2 separate regions of the Gasterosteus aculeatus genome follow, and region 2 is linked to region 1. A link is a contact called in public Hi-C data. All regions are on one chromosome and are shown on one strand. Each heading gives the region's core, a stretch centred on a gene start, on an enhancer-like site or on the middle of the called end of the contact. The rest is flanking DNA. Distances are from core to core; before and after follow the strand shown. Region 1 holds the start of tomm7 (translocase of outer mitochondrial membrane 7 homolog (yeast)). Region 2 overlaps rapgef5a (Rap guanine nucleotide exchange factor (GEF) 5a).

Region 1 (5,469 bases), core at 2,049-4,548:
GTGCCACTTATTTAAACTATTTATACTTGGTAAAAAGTTATTTATTAATCACAGAAAAATCTATGGTGGGCTCTGTGCACTAAAATGCAATTTTGCCCTGTATTTTATTTTTACTTGAGCATTTCTAGGAATGCATTACGTTTTATAAAACCAAAAGCAATAGATATTAAAAGAATCATTTTATTTATTTAGATTTATTTATGTAAGTAGTTCAACACAAGGTTTTGTTGAATTGAATATAGTGTGATGAGCTGTTTTGAATGCACATCACCAATAAGTGCCTGGAAGGAATGTTTTGTACTCATGCAGAAATAAAAAAATATCCATTATGACGTTTCTTCCTTGGAACACTTCGCATGTCATTGCAGAGCTGCAACAGATTTTTTTCCTCAGAAAGAATTATAGATTTCCGTCAATTTCCACCATCCACAGTGCATTTGAAGGAGACTTTGAAATATACGCCATCCAACCGCAAAAACAGAACACCCAAACTTCTAATCTGCAGGGATAATTACACATTCAACAATCAAACATTCTGACTCATCCTACATGACATATAATCATTTTAAAACTATTTTAACCCATGTTTTGGTTCATTTGTTATGCATCACAGGATTCATCTCTTTGTGGATTTATTCTCAGAAATCTTAAATTACAAATAAAAAGGAAAACAAGGAATGAATGTTAAATCCAAACATCGCTGTCACACATTCCCAACCAAACACCAACGCATAATGAAGTCCATTTATGTTCAAAAATGAAGTCATGAATACAGCTTGTTGATCCAAATATCTTCTTTCCATGTAGCAGACACTCTCGATGCATCAGGCCATAAACATCACAGCCAAACACAACATGCACTCATTGCTTCCCCGGATATCGGACAGTATGTGTTATGGCTGAGAGTGAGAAAATAATGTCCCGGATTTCCAATGAGAGGTGGGTCACATGGTCCCGATGAAGGGAGGGCGCCGGCTGTGTGGAGGCGTTCTTCAGCCCCATAGCAAACTGCAGAAAGGAAAAACGAGGTTCAATTAGACTCCCGAAATTCCATCGTTCACACAGACGCATCGTCACTGGAATATTTATCATGGTGAACTTCCGGTGACTAATTGTGCAACGCCTTACATTCACCTTACTAAGCACACTTACAGCTAAAAACATTTAACTCCTCTAAAACAGCAGCGTGAAGTCACAGGACAATAGGTCTTCAATTGTTTGGAGTTTCTGCAATCTTAATACATAGACCACAACACAGAACTGCAGATTTCACTTTCTTGCCAATTGTTGAATCAACACGTACAACTAGTTGACAGTTTACACATCTGTTATCCCAGTAAAGGAAATCCATTCCCCTGGTGCAAAGCTGTGAAAACCTCCTTTAGCATCAGGCATCTCTACGTACCTCAAGACTGTGGGCTCAGGCATTCCTGGATCTGCTCCCCGTTTGAAACCTTTAAAGGAAAACCATAAAGCAGCATTGAAGCATTGTGGTTTACTTTTACAGAAGAAAGTTAGTTTGTCAGTAAGTTACATTTTGTGCGGAATTGGGTGAGGGGGGCACTTGTGATTACACATCTATGAATGAATGAGAGGCACGTCTGACTCACAGCCTCCCACAGGCACAGAAAGGAAGAACACATTTCCCCACACTGATACAACAGATTCTTGAGAAAAATACAAAATTCATCCCTTAATTTTTCTCTGTTCATAGGGAGAAGCATAATTCCCACTGCATAAAGAGGCTTACCAAACCAACGGGGTTCGTTAAAAACTCAAATCAGAAAGGATGAAACCAGGACAGGTAAGCATTTTTTGATTAAGATACTTTCTAACTTTGAAGGGCAACGACCTAATTAACGGTTTCAATGTGATGAGATCACAGCTGGTTTACCAGACGACAAAGAAATGGCATGCTCAACTGATGGAAACTCTGCCTTTAGGAAATGGATGAGCTGAATGCACGTATCGAAAAAGGAGAACCCAGAAAGGGAAGATACACGAGAGGGAAGAAAGCATGTCTGAGGTCACACGTCTGAACTTCCTTAGCTCTACTGCAGAAACCAAAACCAGATGACATGACGCATACATACTAGGGCTGTCAATTGATGAAGTGATGTAAAAAAATTAATCACACATCTTGAAATTCTTTAATCTCGCAGGTGGAACACATTGAACTAGCGACTCTTCCTGTTGTCCTCGTGCTCTTAACTCTCTATCATTTAACGGCTGTGTTTGAAGTGCCAACAATCTCCCGACATTTAGCCAGAACGTTTTTCAAACCACGGTCTTTTAGGGACACAGTGGTGGTCCTCTGCAGACGTTGTGCCGTGCAGGGTAGCGTTAGATGTTGAGATGGAAGTAGCATAGCAGCTAGCTTAACATCTGTATGTCGCACCAGTTTGTTTCACTTCCAGTGCAAAAAGCTCTCTCCATCTTGATGTAACTGACTGCAGCTAGTGGCCGTTTCGTTTCCACGGTCAATTTACGGGAGCGGAAGTAAACAGTTAAAATATTTTGTTGCTAGGCCACATTAATCGCATAGATTAACGCGTTAATGTTGACCGCCTTAATACATACCACAGGCATGTGCGGTTTTAACGATGTTCCTCTGGAGCGACCACGGACTTTATGAACTAACCTCATGAGGTATAATGCATGATGTGTCTCATTTTGAAACTAAGAATCTCAGGGCAATGCTTAATCGGTGCAGATTATCCATATGGATATGATAAAACCTATGAATTTACTACTAAAGGATGTGAGACTTAACACAGAAAGTATACAGAGGGAGAAATACATTTGAAATGATCTTGTCTATGGTAGATGATGATTTACTAAGTTACCATTTAAACGTTAACATGTCAACGACGTTAAGCCCGAAGTGCTCATGTTACAACGTTACACGATACCAATAAAAAACTAATGGTACAAGGGATTAGGAACTTTGCGGTGTTATCGTATTTAATAGTTTTTGTAGGATGCCAAACCAGAGCAACCAGAGCACTCTTTAAAAAAAGGTGATTCATTTCGAGGCGAGGGCTAAGCTAAGGCTAAGCTAACTGGCTAACGTCCGAGGGGCACGTCTTTTCCACCGGCCGTATTCCACCTGCTCGTGTGCGCATACTGACCGAGGTACAACACGGTTGGTATGAAACCCCATCTGATGACAAACTGTCCGCATTGGAACAGCTGCTGCAGCCGCTGTTTGGTTTCTTTGCTCAGTTTAGCCATGTGTTTATCCGGAACGGCGACGATGCGGTGTCCAAGGACAAGAAAGAGCAGGAAGTGACGTCAGGGATGTGGCTGGTATCCGAGGTCCTCCATCTACCGTAGGGCGCCATATCTGGGAGAGACATGGAACTGCGCGCCGGCGACAGGTTGAATTTAATAAATGGTCAGTTTAAACCGAGAGGTTTAGTTACTTGTGAAGTGCAAAATACATGCGGACAACAGCATCTCATTAGTATACACATACGAAAGAAATGTTTCAATATGTTACGTAATACGTATATTTCAATATGTTGCATTTTTCTGCAGGCAGATGTGCGGAAGCCTAACTGCTGTTGTAGGTTTCTTTCGAAAGAATGTGAATATATTTATTTACATTTATGTAAATAAATATATTCACAAAGTACCAAACAATTATTGAGTAGGACATCAAGCTTTAAATATAGAGTAACTGCTTGCCTGTATTAAGTCCGTATTTTTAGTGTTTAACGAAAACGTCTACTTGAAGGCCTGAACAGAAAAAAAGACTTCTGGTATTGTGTTTTGAGTAGTATTCTGAACTTGAAAACTGATGTTGTCCAGCAGAATTATAACAATGCACATTTGTGAAATATAGAAACACTTTATTTCGAGATGTTGTAGCAATGAGTTATCTTCAGACATAGAAAGGCCAATATAAATCAACTTAAGTACAACAGTTTGATGTACAACAAGAGCTTCCAATTAACACATTCTGTAAACTCACATACAGAAACATGATGATTGTTATCGTCCCACCAAGCTATGGGTCTTCGACAGCTGGAGCACACGGAGTACGTTTTGCTTGAGGGTGGGGGTAGCTTGATTTAGGAAACCAAACGTAGCAGATGGGTGGAGTTTAATTCCATTTTTGGTACAAGAGAATCTCACCGCGTCTTGTGACGTGATGATAAAGATGCGAACAAGAATGAGGGACACGGGAAACACATCACCAAAGTACTTCAAACAGCTGGAGTGGTGGATGGATCACAGAAACAAAGAACAGACGCCTCATTGCACCCAAACAATGTCCCACAGGAATAGATTTGGTTATAGTTGTGGTTCACTTTTTTTCATCTTTAAATCAGGGGTATCAGATTCTTTCAATTCTGCAGAAGTAGGTGGCTTCGTGTGGGGACAACAAATCACATGTCTCACAGGAAAATACCACAGTTGAGAGTCTGACCTCTCTTGTTCATCATAAGAAAATACCAACGTTGAAACAACTTTTTTTGCTCTTTCAAGTGCAAAATGCAAAGCTTAAATCAAATCACACCCATCATTCCCCCCAAAAATCATATTCGTCGAAGTTGGAGTTATATTTTTGAAATTGAAATTCAGGAAGGTACTGAAGGAGCGAGAGGAAAGGACAAATATTGCTTTTCCATCACAATGACAACACCGTGCGATTGTAAACAAAAAGGTATTCTGAACATACTAGTTTATTATGGAGTGGTCATTTTTTTCCTGATGGTTTGAGGAAGAATGCAGATTCTCTTTATATACATATAAAAAAAAATTAAAAAAAGCTCAACTGTAACTGTTGACAAAAAACACTGAATAGGGGAGATTTGTATTGCTATGGGAAAAGATCAATGTTTTTTTTTCTAAATTAGTTGAACGTTGCTTCAACTTGGAGAATCATACCTTGTTCATTGTATCAATTAGCAGCCTTTATTCTAAAAAAAAAAAAACAATTGTACATAGTCTCGAGCATGCTTACACACGCTCAACATCTGCCCTGTGAGAAACCTGGCCACGGTCAGGATGGATGTATGGAAAGCCATGCAGGGCAAACAAATGCCAATTAAAATACTTTCCCACACGGTCGCTCGCTCTCTTTTTTTTTTCTTTTTCTAGTAATACGTTTCAAGTGCACCCCTTTACAGACAGGCAGCTCTGCAATTTTTATTTTCTGGCACGACTTCACGGCAGCGGTGCACAACTGGCAGTGGAGCCGGAAGCGTCATTCCGCCTCCATCGGGCCCGGAGGAGCCTCTGCTGGGGGGGGGGGAGCAGTGCGGCTTTACAGCACAATCACATGTTAAAAAGTTAGCGGCGAGAGTTGTGTGTGTCTGTAGGTGTTTTTGTCCTGCTGCAGTTGGCATGGCTTGGAGTTCCGGGTCACAGGTACAGGGTCTGAGAGGAGAGGGTTCGGGGTCGTCGCAAAAAGGGTTCAAAGGTCAGCGCCAAGGCGCACGGTGATGGTCGGAGAGCGCT
Region 2 (5,469 bases), core at 2,178-4,677, 46 kb before region 1:
AACAGTGACTCCCGAAATGAGCATTAAGAAAAACGTTTTTGATTATCAAGAGTTTTTGACAAACGTGTGTTCTTCTAGACTGTGGATTGACACCAGGTTGGCTCCAAGTGAGAGCGGAGATCCAGGTGGACAGCAGGTCAAAAAAAAAACCCACACGCACACACACACACACCCCAACTGAAGACACGGCAGGAGAGGGAAAGACAGACAAACACAAGAAAACCAGGCTGAGGAACTCACCAACATCCGAATGATGCCAGAGTTCTGTTTGTTCAAAGGTCTCAAGAATCAAGTGATTGGATCAGTCCATGTGCTTTACACATGAATATTTGTAAGTTACAGGCAATTAACCTCATTTTGAAAGCTTCACTTTGACTAGATATCAAATGTCAAATGTGCTTTGTCAACACTTTCTCTTGTACACGTTGTGGCAACCCACGGGCGCAGCACTCTGGACAGCGCCTCAACAGAGCTGCACCAAGGGCAGGGGCACCAACGAGCAAGAGGTCAGGTGGCCAAAAGGGGAAACACCCCGCCCCCTCTGGAGACAACGAGCGGCCCAGGTGCAGCTCACAAGGCTGATGAAGGTTGGCCACACTATGAAAGACCAACTAGACTAGACGTGAGTAGAAGCTGGCTTCACGCCGGGGGGGGGGGTTGCATGAGTGTTAAATCCCTGGTTTTTTGTGCTTCCTGCAGGAAGGAGACTGAAGGCTGAAAAAAACCCGTTGAACCGAACCCTCAAAAGAGGAAGATCCTATTTTTCCCTTTTCCTTTACTTTGTACGTTACAATAAATCGTAGCGTTTTTGTATGAAGTCAGACGTGTATCCGAGTCCGGAGATTTCACCAACAGCCGTTGGTTGCCACAACGTCTACACAGCACCTGATCACACACCAAGGAAAGAAAGACAAGCTCACTCAGACGTCACATAAAACCTATAATTTATTAATTTTAGTCAAATATTGATAATAAAACGCTGCTTTAGAAAAGACACGTGGCTTCAGCGGTCAGAAAGTAGAACACAAGGGGAGACATATTGCTTTGTGACTGACTATCTTTTCATTTACAACTGATAAATAATAAACCAAACACGGGCATATATTTACACATCAACAATATTACAATAGTACAAAGCCTTCAATGTGTCCTATCTCGCATTGTGAACTTTTTTTTCTGTTTTAACATGCAAACAGGTTTTAAACAACATTGCTTTAAAAAAAATAACTTTACAGTCTTGAATATGGCCAATAAAACCCTTAATACATCTTCCCGTTGGTCTCCTGTCCGTCACAGCATCGGACACCAGAGGAAAGAGAAGCGCGTCGTCACACCAACTTGCTCTTCTGCTGCTCTCAAGTGGCCACAAACAAGTACTTTCACATTCTAGAGCTGCAGCTTTAAACCACAAACATGTCTTCTCAAGAATAAACGACACATTTTTGAACCTTTGAACATGGCACATGGACTTTTGTCACCTTTAAAATACATAAATATATTACAATAAATAAGTAAAATAGCACAATTATACCAGTCTGTAAACACAATGAGCAGAGGAGTGTGTGCGTGCACGTCATGTACAGGTTATTCATCAAAATGACCACAAGGCCTTTCTATGACACTTGCAGCACGGCTCTGACCATCAGTCCAAAATGAACTGTTACAATGAAAGGACTTGTTGCTGAAGTCACGACACGGACACAGCACAGCCTCACTTTGTCTGCTCCAACCGATGGTGGCTACTGTTAGCAACATTTAAACCTATAGCAAAGGTTACATAGTCCACGAGTCTTCATGAATGTCATTCTTCAATGTTTATGAAATATTTGGGGATATGCGTAACTCCCGGGGAGAAACAACCTCAAGATTCACATTCAACCCTTAATCCCCTCGGGCCAGTTACTCAAATGCGTAACTGTGACCAATGGAACTGTCCCTGCATTCATTGTCAGAGCATCAGGTGTGTTGGTGGGCAAGAGCCTGTGTTTTTAAAGCACAGTGACTCCCATCACACAAATTATCTGTAGGAGTGTTTATATCAACCGTCATAGGAAGAAAATCATCTCTGATCTTCTTCCTATAATGGCCCAAAAGGTGTTTTTGGCACTAAAGCTCCCCAGGAACTCCCAGTGTTCCTGTGTGCATTAGATTCATGATGATCAGAAGGAAGCAGCCATGAGCGCTGAAAGGCTCGGTGTTGACGTGACGACATTCGTGGCAACAACATTTCCGCCCCGTTTTGCACTTTGGCCCCGTGTTTTCTAGCAAACTATTTGACCAATGCAGCATATGCATTGCTACATAACATTTAGGGTTTATCTTGCTACTCAGCAGAAATGGACCTCTCAAGTGACTGGCCATGCATGCTCATAAATAGGCCACGGACAAAATAACACAAACACTAAAAAGTTCTACCAGATGGGGATGGAAGCAGAAAGGATGTACATTTTGAAATGCTGCAGTCAACCAAAGATCAAACTCAGCCTTACTCTGCCCTTGTGCTTCCATTATTCTGTCAGTGATGTCTTAACAAAGGTCTGCGGTGCTTAACTTATTTGTTGATAAAAGAAAAGCTCTGTGATGGGGCTGTTTCCATAGCAACACGAGAAGGGCGTGATACCAACACACACAGCATGAAATCAGTCGTCATGATGTCAGAAGGATCATCAGATCTGATGTACACGATCACGGATTAGACGTCATTGCAGGGCTCAATTAAAGACATTAAAATGTGCTGAAAAAAGACATCAGATTCCTAAACAAACCAATTGATCTACGGCCTCGGTATTACGTTTGGCACTGATATATATATATATATAGATCCACATTATATACAATGAAAAATGATCCTTATTTGCCCACACAAAAACATCATAGCAAAGAGTGCACGAGGAGTCTCAACCAGGACCTGGAAGGGAGAACAAAAAGACAAAGACATTCACATCAACTGGTTATGAACTCTGGCACCTTCAGGAGAGCTTGAGTGTTTCCAACATCACAGTCAGTCAATAAAAACCTCACAAAGCCTCCTTCACGTACCAGACGCTGATGATGTTTCACCTGTTGTCGCTTACTGAAGCCACACATCTGTAGATCTTCAGGGAAAGCCTCAGTGAGGAAAAGAAACTGCTAAACAGGCCCATAACGTGTCACAGTGACAAAACAATTCAGTCCAATAGACACTATACACACAAAACACAGCCTCTTCTCTTTGTCTCAGTTTGGCTCCCTCCGTCTCGCTGATTCATCTCTTCACACAGCGTCCACGGACGTCGTAACGCCTCTTGAGCACAGGCGGAGTGCAGCTCTGTCTTCACGGGTCCACGTGGCAGCTTATTGTCCTCTCGGCACCCCGGCTGGTGGTGTGACTTTGTTGCAGTGTGTGTGTCAGTGTGTGGAATTATGCCGTGAAAAGCGTTCTGCGCGGTGGTGGCATCTCCACGGTGCCCAGTGAGTTTGTTGTTGTGCGTCTGTGAGGGTGTGTGTGTGTGCGTGTGTGTGCGTGTGTCCGTCTTCAAGCACGGGGCTCGAGTTTGTGAGACAGCTCGAAAAGCGTCTGTTGATTGTCGATAATGTGCAGGTAATGAACGCTCGCCCTCACCTCCGCACTGTCGACCCCAATTACCTCGTTGCCTAAGAGACCGACAGAAAACACGCACATTAGTCACACAGAAGAGTTTCCACTGCTGGGGAACACACGCATACAAACACAGACTGTAAAATGGTTGCTTAGAAACTGAGGGAGAACTGAGTGATGCAGGTGCAGTGCAGTGACTCAGCGCCAGGTAGCGCCAGATTCCTGACAATAAATCTCCCCATTCTAAATGAACAGGGAGGAGCCTGTGGGCCAGTCCTTCTTGTACTTGGTGGTGTTAGGATCCTTCCAGCAACAAAATTCCCTAAGAAGGGGGAAGACTCACCTGGCTGGTCGCTTTGGCAGTGGCGGATCATCCGCACTGTCTCTGCGATCATATGCTGTTGGTTTAGGAGAAGACATGTTGCATCAGAACAATACCAAACAGTCACAACCTAAATGGTCCTGCACCATAACACAATATATATATATATATATATATATATATATATATATATATATATATATATATATATATATATACATATATATGTATATATACATATACTATTGAAACCTTTGATTCATCTGCTGATTGTTTTCACGATTCACTGATTCACAGTTCTTTTAGGAGACATTCGGCTCTGATTAATCTCCGGGAAGCCAACACGTGACGAGAGCAGCTGTGGCTCAGTAGGTAGAGATGCTCCTCCAATAATTGCCGGGTTGCCAATTGAATCCCCAGTCCACATGTAGAAGTACCCTCGGGCAAGACTCTGAACTGATAATTTCAGCGAGGGTCTTTGCATCTCAGCATGCTTCCATCCATGTGTGTGAATGGGTGGATTGAATGTGAACCGCAGCACAGGGCTACAAATGACTGCATCCAACAAGTCAAGGTGATCAATCAGTCACCTGTTGATGCAACTCATCTTGTTATGAATGTAATTATTAAAAAACAATAGAAACAATCGCTTAACTCACTAATTTTGATAAATCTCTCAAAGTAATTTGTGGCCTTGTCTGTGGGTCGCTCGAACACTAAAAGACTTTTAATAAACTGACTCAACTTACCAGCTTCTCAAAGTTGACAAGGTTGTCATGGAAGGTCTTATTTCCCTCGTGAATGAATGTGATATCTAGAAGCAGAAGACAAGTGCTTTAACATCGGTGCTTTCTTCATAAGCAGTTAAGTGTGTGTGTGTGTGTGTGTCTGTGTGTGTGTGTGTGTAGGAGTTAGAGATGATACCTTTCAGGAGAAGAGGCATGAAAGGGATCTTGGGAGGCTTCATCTTCTTGAAGGCTTCCCTATAGGCTTTGTGATTCAGAGATGGATCCTGAAGAACGATGAGGGGGAAGATGCAAAAGAGAGAAAAAACATAGTGAAAAGAAAGCATTGTAAAAGGAGAAGGAGTGCACTTCTAGCTTTCCTTTTATTTCCCTCTCTGCTGCGTAAATCTCACCGTGATGAGCTCCAACTCTGAGAAAAGCTTCTTGAACTTCCCCGGACATTTCTGGAAGGAAGGCATTGGGTCAGAATCCAGTTGGAAGCACTTGTATAAATACACTAAACGCAGCAACACAAACACTTACCTCCCAGGTTTGGTTGAGTCGGCTGACGGCTGCTGTGTTCAAACCCATGATGATGGCAAATGCAGAGTTCAAATTTCTTTGGGCTTTACAGCTACGGACACAAGCGAACATTTTTAAACAAATACATCACGGCGCTGAGAAATCTCAACGTGTTTGAGGCACTTTTCGGATCTCTGAGTCTGAGTGATCTTACTGTGCTGCGATCTTGATGAACTTCTTGAGCAGCTGCACCCTCTTGTTGAGCGACGTGCACATGAGCACCTCGGACATCACCCACTGCTGGACCTCGTTGCAGCGCTGCA

What was found. Hi-C and Micro-C count contacts between places; a contact is called where the count stands out from the background.
Region 2: a Hi-C map of skeletal muscle shows a contact between it and region 1, with 2.5 times the contacts expected there. The contact joins the enhancer-like site here to the promoter of tomm7 in region 1. A contact is called at or near these places in 2 of 6 Hi-C or Micro-C datasets (skeletal muscle and tail fin).

What each region holds. Positions count from the first base shown.
Region 1 is chr10:11,158,457-11,163,925 of fGasAcu3.hap1.1, reverse strand. tomm7 (translocase of outer mitochondrial membrane 7 homolog (yeast)) reads right to left here and starts at 3,298. Exons shown (of 3, transcript XM_040189121.2): 1 at 3,132-3,298; 2 at 1,406-1,454; 3 at 167-1,008. The coding sequence starts at 3,234. The coding sequence ends at 993. hycc1 (hyccin PI4KA lipid kinase complex subunit 1) reads right to left here. Exons shown (of 12, transcript XM_040187813.2): 12 at 3,834-5,469. il6 (interleukin 6 (interferon, beta 2)) reads left to right here. Exons shown (of 5, transcript XM_040189119.2): 5 at 1-431.
Region 2 is chr10:11,204,214-11,209,682 of fGasAcu3.hap1.1, reverse strand. It overlaps rapgef5a (Rap guanine nucleotide exchange factor (GEF) 5a), which reads right to left. Exons shown (of 27, transcript XR_013451024.1): 20 at 5,361-5,469; 21 at 5,168-5,258; 22 at 5,038-5,088; 23 at 4,824-4,911; 24 at 4,649-4,713; 25 at 3,921-3,975; 26 at 3,040-3,633; 27 at 928-2,908. Among protein-coding and RNA genes, the nearest start is that of bet1, 22 kb to the left of the region's middle. Within about 2 kb of position 3,427, at least 1 of the 9 cell types and tissues checked has open chromatin away from gene starts, as enhancers often do.